2 separate regions of the Rattus norvegicus genome follow, and region 1 is linked to region 2. The links are chromatin contacts, called in public Hi-C maps. All regions are on one chromosome and are shown on one strand. Each heading gives the region's core, a stretch centred on a gene start, on an enhancer-like site or on the middle of the called end of the contact. The rest is flanking DNA. Distances are from core to core; before and after follow the strand shown. Region 1 holds the start of Ccn1 (cellular communication network factor 1). Region 2 overlaps Col24a1 (collagen type XXIV alpha 1 chain).

Region 1 (5,733 bases), core at 2,339-4,838, 230 kb before region 2:
TCCCGACCTGCAGAGTCTGTCACTCTCTTCCTCCAACCGCTGCCACCATAATCCCAGCCACTCCCACCCATCCCCAGACCATACCAGACTGGGGGAGGGGTGGGAATGAAGAGGGGTGCAAAAATGTGGGGTAACGAGAGGGTGTCATCTTAAAGCTTCTTGCAGACCCGGTAAATGTGGCTAGAAGAATTGGAGTCGTGAGCAACCCCCTATCTGGTTGTGGACACACGGGCGCAAGGGTGGGGAAAAGTGGGAGAAAAAGGTCTTACGATGAGGGGAGAGACCTGGAGAGAGAGAAAGGCTACCAGGAAGGAAAGGGGGAGGGGAGCACTCCTGTGGTCCAGAGCAGCGTGTGATTCTGGGACCAGCAGCATCCACATCACCTAGGGACTTGATAAAATGCAACTGAGGAGAAAGTCTGGAGTAGGGCCTAGCAATCAGACTTCTAACCAATCCTCCGGGTGATTCTGGCGTACACCCTAGTCTGAAACCCACTAAACTAGGAAGCTGGAGTCGACAGGTTTGAGATTATGGTCTGTCTCAGTTGCTGCGAGTCAGTGAAGCCTTCTTGGGGGTAATCTAAACGTCCCTGGCAGCTGCAAGTGAGACTCTCCATCTCTCAGCTCAAGCCAAGAGCCGCAAGAGGACAAGCAGTCCTTTCTCAGTGTCTTGCGGCTCAAAGAAACGAGTCCGCTGGGTGGAGAAGACGGTGGGGGGAGAAAAGAGCACGCGAAGCATCACTTACCCACACCATTTGCACATTTCCCTCCCTGTCTGTCAACGAAGGATCTGTAGCTCTCAGCAGAGGAGGTGAGAAGGCGACAGGACGTCTGGAGTTTCTGGACCATCCTAGGCAGGGACTCAAGCAGCCGCTGTTCCTCCTGGTTACCAGCGGGCTAGGCAGTGCACGCAGTCTGCAAAGGCTGTGCACATGGGTTCCAGCAGCCTTTCCTCCTCCTGCACCTCCCGGCCTTGCCGACTCCAACTCCCTCCTCTTCTCACCACACACCCGCTGCTTTAAATGGACAGCTGATGCTAATGTTCTCCCTCTGTCTCCTCTGGGACAATCCCCTTCTTCTGAGATTGCCCAGTTGGAGTCCAGAAACAAAACCCCACACATCCTCGTTAGAAAACTTTAATCTGATTTTTAAAGGCATCTACGGAATGGTGTGTCTGAATGCTGTATAGAATACTGGACCTCTCCACTGTCACCCCATCCCCCGCAGCAAAGGAACACAGTATATCCAGGCCAGTTGGATCATCCACTGTAACTTTATTTTAAATCATGATGGACAGATTGCGTGAAAAACAAGGAATTCCAAAGAATTTCCTGCTCTGGGAACAGAAGTTAAGTCTATATTTAACAACATTTGAAGCTGTCAAGAATGCCTTGTGGTTGGATAACAGAGGCAGAAAAATGTTAAAAACGCAGGCTACTGCTATACCCAAATATGGAAATATTGTTACGTCTGGTGTCTGATTCACCATCTGGAAATACTTACAACCATGAAGTCAAATAGAAAAGACGCCACAACAGAAGCCAGGAGCCCTCCCCTCCATTCTGTTTCTCCATCACCTCCTTCTACCCCGTTCTGCGCCTTCTCCACCCTCACCCCCTACCCTCCCGCCGCTTCCCAAAGATGGAAACAATGAACTGTAAGGCCAGCGGAACAGTTCTCTAGCTAATAAGTTGGCTGGCCTGCGGGACAAGGCCTCGGCTTGGCCTTCGTTATTTGCATAACACTTGACAACCCATTGTCTTTAAAAGTCCCCACCCCCAGAAAGCCTTCAAGATCCTACCGCCTCTGGCAAATTCCTCTAGGACTTACGAAAGGGCCCTTTTGAATGAATGAACTTAACTCTTTCCAGTAACAGCTGTCTTCATTCGAGTGCGCTTCTCTTCCTTCTCACCAGAGTCATTCTTAGAACAGTCAGTGCACAAGGCTCTCTTGAGCAAGATCGCTAAGCGGCAAAGGCAGGGAGGCCCTACATATTAAAAATGAAAAAAAGCTACCCCAGACCATTAAAGGGATGGGGAAATCTAGTACCCATCTCCTTTTAAAATTGCAGAAGACAGATTTCGAGGCTTCTGAAATTTATGAATGGCACGGGTAATACTGAAGAGGGTCTAGGGGGTGTCTTCAGTTGTGTGTCTAATAAGATCTTTAAAACTAACGTCCTTTATTACATTGTTGCCCTCTAAATCCCTCATGTCTCGGAACTTGGGGAGAGAGCCATTGCACTTCCTTTGAAATGGAAGGCTTCCAAGTGATCCAAAACAAAGGAATTAAACACCGAGACACACAAGTTCACACACACACACACACAGAGAGAGAGAGAGAGAGAGAGAGAGAGAGAGAGAGAGAGAGAGAGAGAGACAGAGAGACAGAGAGACAGAGAGACAGAGAGACAGAGACAGACAGAGACACAGAGACACACAAGCGACACACAAGCACAGACACACAGACAGGGAGGCATACATACATATACATACAGAGAGACACATACAAGGGCGGGAGGGTTGGTGGGACGGTGTCTGCAAACACACCAAGTCTTTTTTTCCATCTAGCCAAAGCTGTTGGGTTCTGTTTTGTCCCGGCAGCTTTTGCACCTGATGATTTCAGGACAAATCACTCCACGGTGGTCTCCTCCGTTTCTGGTTTGGCTGCTTAGTTTCCACCGCCCCGCCAGTCCGGGGAGAGAGGCCAGGAGGGTTGACCCGGCCTCCTGCATCGGTGAGGAAGTGGACGTCAGGCTCCGGGAGAACTCTGCACTCGTTTCCTCTTGGATTTCCAACGCAGGCAGTGGGCTGGAACTAAAACTGGGAACCTCCAAAAACAAACAAGTACAACATACCAAAAAAAAAAAAAAAAAAAAAGAGGGGGAGGGATGAGGGAAGACCTCAGGCTGGAAAATTGCCAGCAAAGAGGGAAGCTCCCCCCATCCCCCATTCACAAAGGCCACTCCGAGTATTAATTTGCAATACACTTTCCTTGGCTAATAAACATTATGCCAAAACTTTGGGACTTGATCCGAGCATGGCTCTTTGAAGTCCACAAATAGATCCCTGGCTTAGAAACCAACTCCCCCTCCCCTTTGGCCTCTCAGTAGATAACTTTACTCTCACCTTGGTTGTAAACAAGCAAGCAGCTCGCTGCTTTCCCGGGTAGGCAGCATCAAACAAAACCACTTTTCTTCCGCCGTCTCAGGTCTTCCCGCCCTCCCATGTCTAGGCACAGATCTGAAATGCTCCCACCAACACATACACCACGCCCCCCAACACACTCACGAGATACCCTCTTCAATCAAAATCAGAACCCTTGCGCCCCAAGCATCCCGCCCTTCCCAAAGGAAGTTGTTATTTAAAGTGGAAAAAAAATAACTTTTTTTTTCTCTGATGAATCTAAGAAGGGGAGGGGGGGAAAGGTGCAACGGAGCCAGGGGAGGTGCTTGGCAGCAGCCCGCGCCAACCAACATTCCTGAGATGTTTGAGAATTCTGGAACGCGCAGACAGCGCATACGTCACTGCAACACGCGGCGCCGAGGCAGGCATTATAAAGGGCGGGCTCCCAGTGCCGGGGCAGACCGTGAGCGAGAGCGCCCTAGAGAAGCGCCTGCAATCTCTGCGCCTCCTCCGCCAGCACCTCGAGAGAAGGACACCCGCCGCCTCGGCCCTCATCTCACCGCACTCCGGGCGCATTCGATCCGGCTGCTCGCCCGCTCCTTGGCTTCCGTGTCGCCACGCTCGCCCCGGCTCCTCCTGCGCGCCACAATGAGCTCCAGCACCATCAAGACGCTCGCTGTCGCCGTCACCCTTCTCCACTTGACCAGGCTGGTGAGTTGGACTTTTTTTTTTTTTTTTAAACCACCGCTTCCCGATCCGCCCTTCCCGATCCCTTTCCCCGGGCCCTAATCTTTCACAGCAGGGAAAGTTAGACTGAAAAGTTCCGGGGGAGCTGTTGCTTTACGCTCGGACGACGTGTCCAGGGGGCCTCTTCCTGGGGCGCAGCCGCTGGAGTGGCCGGGGTGTCGGGACGGGATAGAGACACTCCTGGTGAACAGAGAGCCCCACAGCCAGCCCTACGCTCAGGGTGGTTTAGGTGCCTTCCCGGAGCAATGCAAAGCAGTCTCACGCGCCTCTTCTCCCACTTGCAGGCACTCTCCACCTGCCCTGCCGCCTGCCACTGCCCTCTGGAGGCGCCCAAGTGCGCCCCGGGAGTCGGCTTGGTCCGGGACGGCTGCGGCTGCTGTAAGGTCTGCGCGAAGCAACTCAACGAGGACTGCAGCAAAACGCAGCCCTGCGACCACACCAAGGGGCTGGAATGCAATTTCGGCGCCAGTTCCACCGCTCTGAAAGGGATCTGCAGAGGTAAGAGGCTTGTGGTTTGGCCCCTTTAAAAAAAATAATAGTCCCCATCGTCCAGAAGTTTAGTAATTTTGAGACCATGTATGGTGACGCTTTGTTGATAGTAGCTTGGCAGAAAGGCACATGATTTCAGCAGTCTGGAATGCAATTCAGAGTGTCTGGGCCCAACGAAAAGCGCATACGGAAAAGTGATTCCTGACTAACTTATTGTTCAGCTCTGGAGTCTCGGGGGAACTGTAGGGAACTTTACCATACATTGAGTTGAACAGCGGAAAATATGTATGAGTTTCAGCGTGTGGCGGCGAATCTTAACCTTCTCCTCTCTCTTTCGGTCGTCTTTACAGCTCAGTCAGAAGGCAGACCCTGTGAATATAACTCCAGGATCTACCAGAACGGGGAGAGCTTCCAACCCAACTGTAAACATCAGTGCACATGTATTGACGGTGCTGTGGGCTGCATTCCTCTGTGTCCCCAAGAACTGTCTCTCCCCAATCTGGGCTGTCCCAACCCCCGGCTGGTGAAAGTCAGCGGGCAGTGCTGTGAGGAATGGGTCTGTGATGAAGACAGCATTAAGGACTCCCTGGACGACCAGGACGACCTCCTTGGATTCGATGCCTCGGAGGTGGAGTTAACAAGAAACAATGAGTTAATCGCAATTGGCAAAGGCAGCTCACTGAAGAGGCTTCCTGGTAAGTGGATACCCAGTCCTTAAGACACTGTGCAGAAATGCTTTCTTGGGCTGCAACTTTGTAGAAACCATTGTGTGTCTGCACCGGTCTAAGCTGTCTTCCATTTCGTTTGTCTTTCTAGTCTTTGGCACGGAACCTCGAGTCCTTTACAACCCCCTGCATGCCCATGGCCAGAAATGCATCGTTCAGACTACGTCCTGGTCCCAGTGCTCCAAGAGCTGCGGAACTGGCATCTCCACACGAGTTACCAATGACAACCCGGAGTGCCGCCTGGTGAAAGAGACCCGGATCTGTGAAGTGCGTCCTTGTGGACAACCAGTGTACAGCAGCCTAAAAGTAAGTTTCTTTCAAGGCTTGAACCCTGACCCCACAGGTGGGTGGGATATGAGCCTCTGTTCAAGAAAGAGAAAAGTCCACGATATATTTGAAAAGAAATTGTCTTTTTCTAGCCCAAGACTATGCGGTGGTTAAATGTACACCTCCAGAAAAACCCAACAAATCTCATTCTTTCTTTTGTTCTTCCTTCCAGAAGGGCAAGAAATGCAGCAAGACCAAGAAATCCCCAGAACCAGTCCGATTTACTTATGCAGGATGCTCCAGTGTGAAGAAATACCGGCCCAAATACTGCGGCTCCTGCGTGGACGGCCGGTGCTGCACACCTCTGCAGACCAGGACCGT
Region 2 (5,875 bases), core at 3,161-5,660:
TGTGAAAACGGACCATATGGCTCATGAGGCTCCGATCCGTTCTGTTGTGCATTTAATGAACACAAAACACTTGTGGAAGCCATCTCATCCACTTTTAGGAATTATCAACAACACATGCCGTTTGGGGAAGAATGCTCATCAAGACTCTTCTACGCACTGATCCTACACGGAACGCGCAGCAGGGAATACGACAAAGTCTTCAGCTAGGCCATGCTCTCCTTGGGAGTTAAAAAACCATAATAATTGAAAACATTTCACGTTTTTGCAAAGTGGGATACGTAATGGTCTATTTAAAGATTTCGTTAACTAGAGCCAAAATGTGGAGGGCCAAAAGAGCCTGATGTGGGATAAATCGACTTTTAGAATCAAGTGAAATATTATTTTTCCTCCCAAAGTCAGTAAAAACTCCAAAAATGTTCTGCCTCTATTTTTTTTTAAGTAACCACATCTTACTGATTCATTCTAAGAGTAATACAAAATTAGAATGTTTCCTGGTTGGAAAAGGTGCTAGAAAACATCTTATAGAAAGTTCCTGTACTTGACAATTGTCTTTGAACGTCACTGTGCCTTACAGAGACCTCGCAAGAGTTCGCATCTTAAACACGTGAACAACTGCGTGACAGGATAAAGAGGACGGCAGACCTCGGAGATTTTTAATTTTACTGCAAAGCACAGTGCAGAAAGCAAATTCCCTAGAACTTCGTTCTGTTGCATCTTGGGAACTTATTAGCTGTAATATTTATATCAGTGGTTTTTGTTTTCCTTTCAAAGTTACGCAAAGTATCTAAGCTATCTCACCATGACAGATGTACACTCTCCCCACTGCTACTATAGAAAACCACCATATTTAGCCAGGTTTTGATCTTCTTTTTTTTTTAACCTTTCAAGTGTCAACTTGGTATATCAATGTAATATGAACTTTTTGGTGAACGGAGAAGCAAAAGTTGAGCCACACATGAAAAAAAAATCTCTATTTTCAAGCACTAAATGGGACATGTGTTCTCACAGGAACTGTTTACCTGTGTCACGTCTTCACGCTCACACCTTTTCTCAAGAAGATGGCCTCACGATGGTTTGTCAAGGGATGGGTAAGGAAGACCATGTCATCTAGCTGAGTGACACAGCAGAATCACTGTTTCCTTCTCTTTTCTTTTTTTGTGTGTGCATGTATATATGCAGGGACTCATGTCCGTGTGTGTGTGTGTGTGTGTGTGTGTGTGTGTGTGTGTGTGTGTGTAGAGGCCAGAGGTTGAGACTTGGTGTCTTCCTTTCTCTCTCTCTCTCTCTGTGTCTTCTTTTGAGACATATGGTGGTCATTGCTTGGCTAAGCTGGCTGGTGGACAAGCTCTGGGGAACTACCTAATTCCTCCCTTTCAGAGATAAGGCTAAAGACATGCACTGCCTTACCTGTCCCCTTTTGTGTTGCATGTTTGAGATCCAAACACAGGTCTTTCTCCTTGTGGGACAAGCACTTTACCAAGTAGGCCATCTCCCTAGTCCAAGAGTTCCTTATTATTTGTTTGTTTGCTTGCTTGCTTTTGTGTGTGTGGGGGTTTTGCCTGTGTATATCTGTGAACCATGTGCAATCCTTGAAGAGGCCAGAAGAGAGTCTCAGGTCCCTGGAACTGTGACTCATAGGCAATTGTGAGCCACCACGTCTGTGCTGAGAACTAATCCCGGTCCTCTGGGAGAATAGCCTGTGCTCTTAACTGCTGAGCCATCTCTCTAGCCACAAGAATTCCTTTTCAAAACATGATGAAGAAGAAATAGCACCGAGGGATTCTGGTAGGAATGCTCCTAGTACAGAGGAAATGTGGGCCTCGGGCCAAGAACTTCATAGACCATCAGGAAACAGTCCTAACTGAGAGTCAACCCTAGAGAGTACGCATGTGGAGGGAGGAAAAGATAAGAAAAGGCTCGGATTTATTATGCGGGGAGAGCAAATTGGCAAAGGATGAACGATGTCTATTATTTTTGTTTTCAATGGTTTTCCTTCAGATTTTTTATTTGAGGGTAATTTTAAGGCTTATACCCGAGGCCTTTCTGATTATTTGTTCATATGTCAGTTTCCAAATGACCAATCTTTGGATCATTCATTCACATTTTCAAATGAAATCTATAATCTCAGAAGTTATTCCTTTGACAGCATGGTTTGGAGCAAGCAGCCTTATGTGTGTGTGTGTGTGTGTGTGTGTGTGTGTGTGTGTGTGTGTGTGTATGATGAGTAACTTGAGTGAATGAAGAAAGAAACATCTGGAAAATTAAGAAGAGCCCATCTGTGTGTGAATGTGTGAAGACCTTTCTAGATCATGAAAGCTTTTACCTCATCGATAGCATAGATGACCATTTGATAGATTCATAATATGCTGGCATTACTTGGAGGTGGAATCTAGTCGGGGGAAGGCCCCTGAAGAAGTCTTGAGGGGTGGACTTTACTCTGGCCTCTTCCTGCCCTCTGCCTTCTCTGCTTGCTGTCTACCCAGATATCAAGAACAGCCCCAGAGAGTCCCCCCATTGCCGTGATGTTTGGCGCAAATACATGGGTTCAGCCTTTTTACACGGTTGAGCCAACATAAGAGTTCACCCTCTTAAATGATTCTTTCAGGTATTTGGACACAGTGGCACAAAAGTCTGTCTGTCTAGTACATTTTCTAAATTCGTCACCATTGGCTTTAAGTTTATCAGTCTGAGTGTGCTATAAAGCACCTTGATCTCTTGTGTTTGGCCTAATTTCCGGAATACAGAAGATAATAATTTTATTTTGACTAAGTCAATGGATACCTTGAATAAAGCAGAAGGGGTGACCACAAATACAAACCACCCACCCTCTTCTATACATTAGGACTCATTGCTTCTTTCCTGAGCACTTTCCAGGTTAAGGCCTCAGCAGACAGACTTACATCCAGGCTCGACGAGAGTACAACGAGAAGGCTGCCCACTTAACACACCGATGAGTCATATACTACCTAGAGATCAACAGTAAGAGGGCAGAGAAAACCGTATGAAGTTCTTGATTTATTCACCACACTGACCAAACTGCAGAGAAGCTTAAACTCCCAACAGAGGCGAGTTTAACGTGCTGAGGTCAATAGAAAATTGATTCAGGAAAAACTAGACTCTGACCCTTGTGAGGGGAATGTCTAGACAGAGGTCCCTGAAGAGTTCGAGCTATTAGACCCTAACTCTTCCTGCTTAGAGGAGCGGCCTGTCCTTTCTCATCATATGTTAGCACTGTCCTCCAGCATGCACCTCCCCTTGAAGAACACACACACCCTAGTTGGGATTTTCATGTTCCTCTCTAATTACTAGACTGTACTCACATGCCACCTAGGGATTTGGAGTGCTTGCTATAGACAGAAAAGGCCATCTCTAAAGAATAAAAGGCTTAGTTGGTATATATGGTAGCAGCTTGGGAGTAGGTACAGGACCTGACTACATAGGTACTTTACCTACATGGCATAAATAAAATGTACATGGAAAATTTAATTTGGGACCTGGGTAAGGTTTGTTTCTCATTGATATGACCAAATACATGATAGGAAACAATGAAAGGAATAGAAGATATACTTTGGCTCTTGGTTGAGGATGTCAACTTGGAGGAGAAGGCATGGCAGTGTCCATTGGGAAAGTGTGACTTGGACTCTTTACTTTTTGGTGGACCTATAGGTAGAATAGGAGGAGAAGGAGGAGGAGGAGGAGGAGGAGGAGGGGGAGGAGGAGGGGGAGGAAGAGGAGGAGATGGTGGTACTACAGCTGGGTATAACCTATAAGACTTTCCCTGTGTGAACCACTTCCTTCAGCAAAGACTACTTTCTAAAGGCTGCACAGCCTTCAAGAAGATGCTAAGCAGTTGAGGACCAAGCATTCAAACACATGAGCATTTGACACTTTGAGGTCTCTAGGCACTGATGATACACTACCTGTACCCATTGCTTAACAACCGAAGAAAAATGATTTTGTGAAAAATCCTACATTTATGAGCATTTTATTAAAATGTCATAAAATAGATACTGTTTTATTTAGTCAACAAAATACTTTGAAGCATAATATTATGTATCACACTGAAGAATGCATATTGTTTCTATGGTCAATTAAATTTAGACTATAGACAGGTATTTCATAATTTTACAGGTTCCTGAGGTTCGGGCAGGTGTATTTTGGGCCATAGTTTCTACTCCAGCCTCTTGCCATGTGGATACCTAAGGTCCCCCACCAAGTGTCTCTTGATGGTCTGCCAAGTATCCAAGTGGAAATGTCAGGCTCTGACATTTCCCCATCAACTACCTGACCCTCGTTCTCCAGGATCAAATGTGCGGTCATGAAATGAAAGCTCAGAGAGGAGCTTTGCCTTTGCCAGGCAGCTCTGGCAACGATCAGGAGGCTGTGCATGGCGTGTCCTCCGAGCGGATGCTTCTAGTCACATGCCTGGGGAACACGAGAGGAAAGGGACCTTCACGCTGCACCAAGCTTGCCTGGCCATGTGGCGAATGGCGAGCCTCTGTTGGGTAATCGATCAAAGGTGATAACGTGAACGTCAACAGAGGGCGGCCACCTATCTTTATTCAACTTAGGCTACTTTTTTTTTTTTTAAAGAAAGTTGGATGAGAAATAAAGGAAATTCCCCTGCAGTGACACTTGTGTTGCAATAACTTTCCTCACTGTGCGGTCTCCCTGAGACTAATAACTAGCAGGCCCGTTCACACAGAGGGATGTGCACTTATAAGCCCAGAGGATTCTTTTTTTCAAATATGAAGAACAAAATTAGTTCTGGATGTCTTTTCAGGCAATCCTGATTGGAAATGTGAATTTTGTGAATTCTATCCAAGACCAAACTAGAGTGTGAGAAATCTGCTCTTTCAAGTTTCCATCACTCCTACTAACTAATCATTGTAGCTGATAATTGGGGGGATGACAGTAGGCCACGCCACCTACAAATGCCAAGACGTTGGTTCTAGCTTAACATCTAAGTTCTGAAGAAAGTCATTGAACCAGGTTTGATCTCAGCTTTCTACTCTGAAAAACATGTGGACAAGGTCCCTCTTGTTACACCATCCAGCTTTAAAATTCTCTTTAACCACAAGGAAGAACAGTATCACATATTTAAAAAGCATTAAAAATCATTTTCAACACCCAAGAATGATATATATAATCTTTTCTAGCGAGGAATTTTATCCAGTGTTCTGGATCCACAGGATCACCCAAAACTGTTTTACAGATAATTTCTGCATCAGGCAGATGGGACCATTAAGTTCATGGTCCCTTTAACGCTTGGATTGTCATCCTAGTCTTGTATGAGGTCTCTGGAGTGGGTTCAGTGTCCAGATCAGTTTGATCTCTCCCTTGAGTATGCAAATGATCATAGATATTTGTAGAAGGAAGGCATCTCACAAACTGGTTAATGGTTTCTTAATTAAAATACTGAAATGATGGAAATCCTCACGTTGTATTTACACAGACAAATAAGTAACCTTTATGTGTTTGCCTCAAGTCTCAGAAAAATAAGGAAGGAAAGGGAGAAGAGACGGAAGGAGGAAGATGTCCTCACGAGACTTCCTTTTTCATTGGCACTGAGAAATCTCTCTGCAGTTCTCTCATAATGTACCGTGGGCTTTTGTAATATTACTGGAGTGATCTTGTGACACCTCAGAGCCCAAGGGTGGGACGGTGCCTTTAAAGCACAGTCCAGAGAAGCCCCGATAGCTCCCTTGAAAGGTGAAGACATCATTTGCCAAGAGGAGAAAGATTACGCCCAGCCACAGTCATTTCTTTCTTGTATTATGATCATGCCTTGTATGGCTTAATCTTATGCTAAGGTAAAAAAAAAAGAGAGAGAGACATTTTATAAGCAAGGCTGAGCCCAAATGCAAAATACCTC

What was found. A called contact is a pair of places that touch in the nucleus more often than the background predicts.
Region 1: a contact with region 2 is called in a Hi-C map of hepatocytes, with 1.8 times the contacts expected there. The contact joins the promoter of Ccn1 here to the enhancer-like site in region 2. A contact is called at or near these places in 3 of 12 Hi-C or Micro-C datasets (the A7r5 cell line, the Rat2 cell line and hepatocytes).

Annotation. Positions count from the first base shown.
Region 1 is chr2:237,223,544-237,229,276 of GRCr8, reverse strand. It overlaps Ccn1 (cellular communication network factor 1), which reads left to right and starts at 3,588. Exons shown (of 5, transcript NM_031327.3): 1 at 3,588-3,835; 2 at 4,156-4,369; 3 at 4,711-5,055; 4 at 5,177-5,391; 5 at 5,585-5,733. The coding sequence starts at 3,773. It overlaps LOC102553018 (a long non-coding RNA gene), which reads right to left and starts at 3,556. Exons shown (of 4, transcript XR_352105.5): 1 at 3,128-3,556; 2 at 746-2,829.
Region 2 is chr2:236,998,121-237,003,995 of GRCr8, reverse strand. The region is part of intron 25 of Col24a1 (collagen type XXIV alpha 1 chain); the gene reads right to left. Among named protein-coding and RNA genes, the nearest start is that of Col24a1, 130 kb to the right of the region's middle. Within about 2 kb of position 4,410, at least 2 of the 93 cell types and tissues checked have an H3K27ac peak or open chromatin away from gene starts, as enhancers often do. A contact at or near this core is called in hepatocytes, where this site is marked.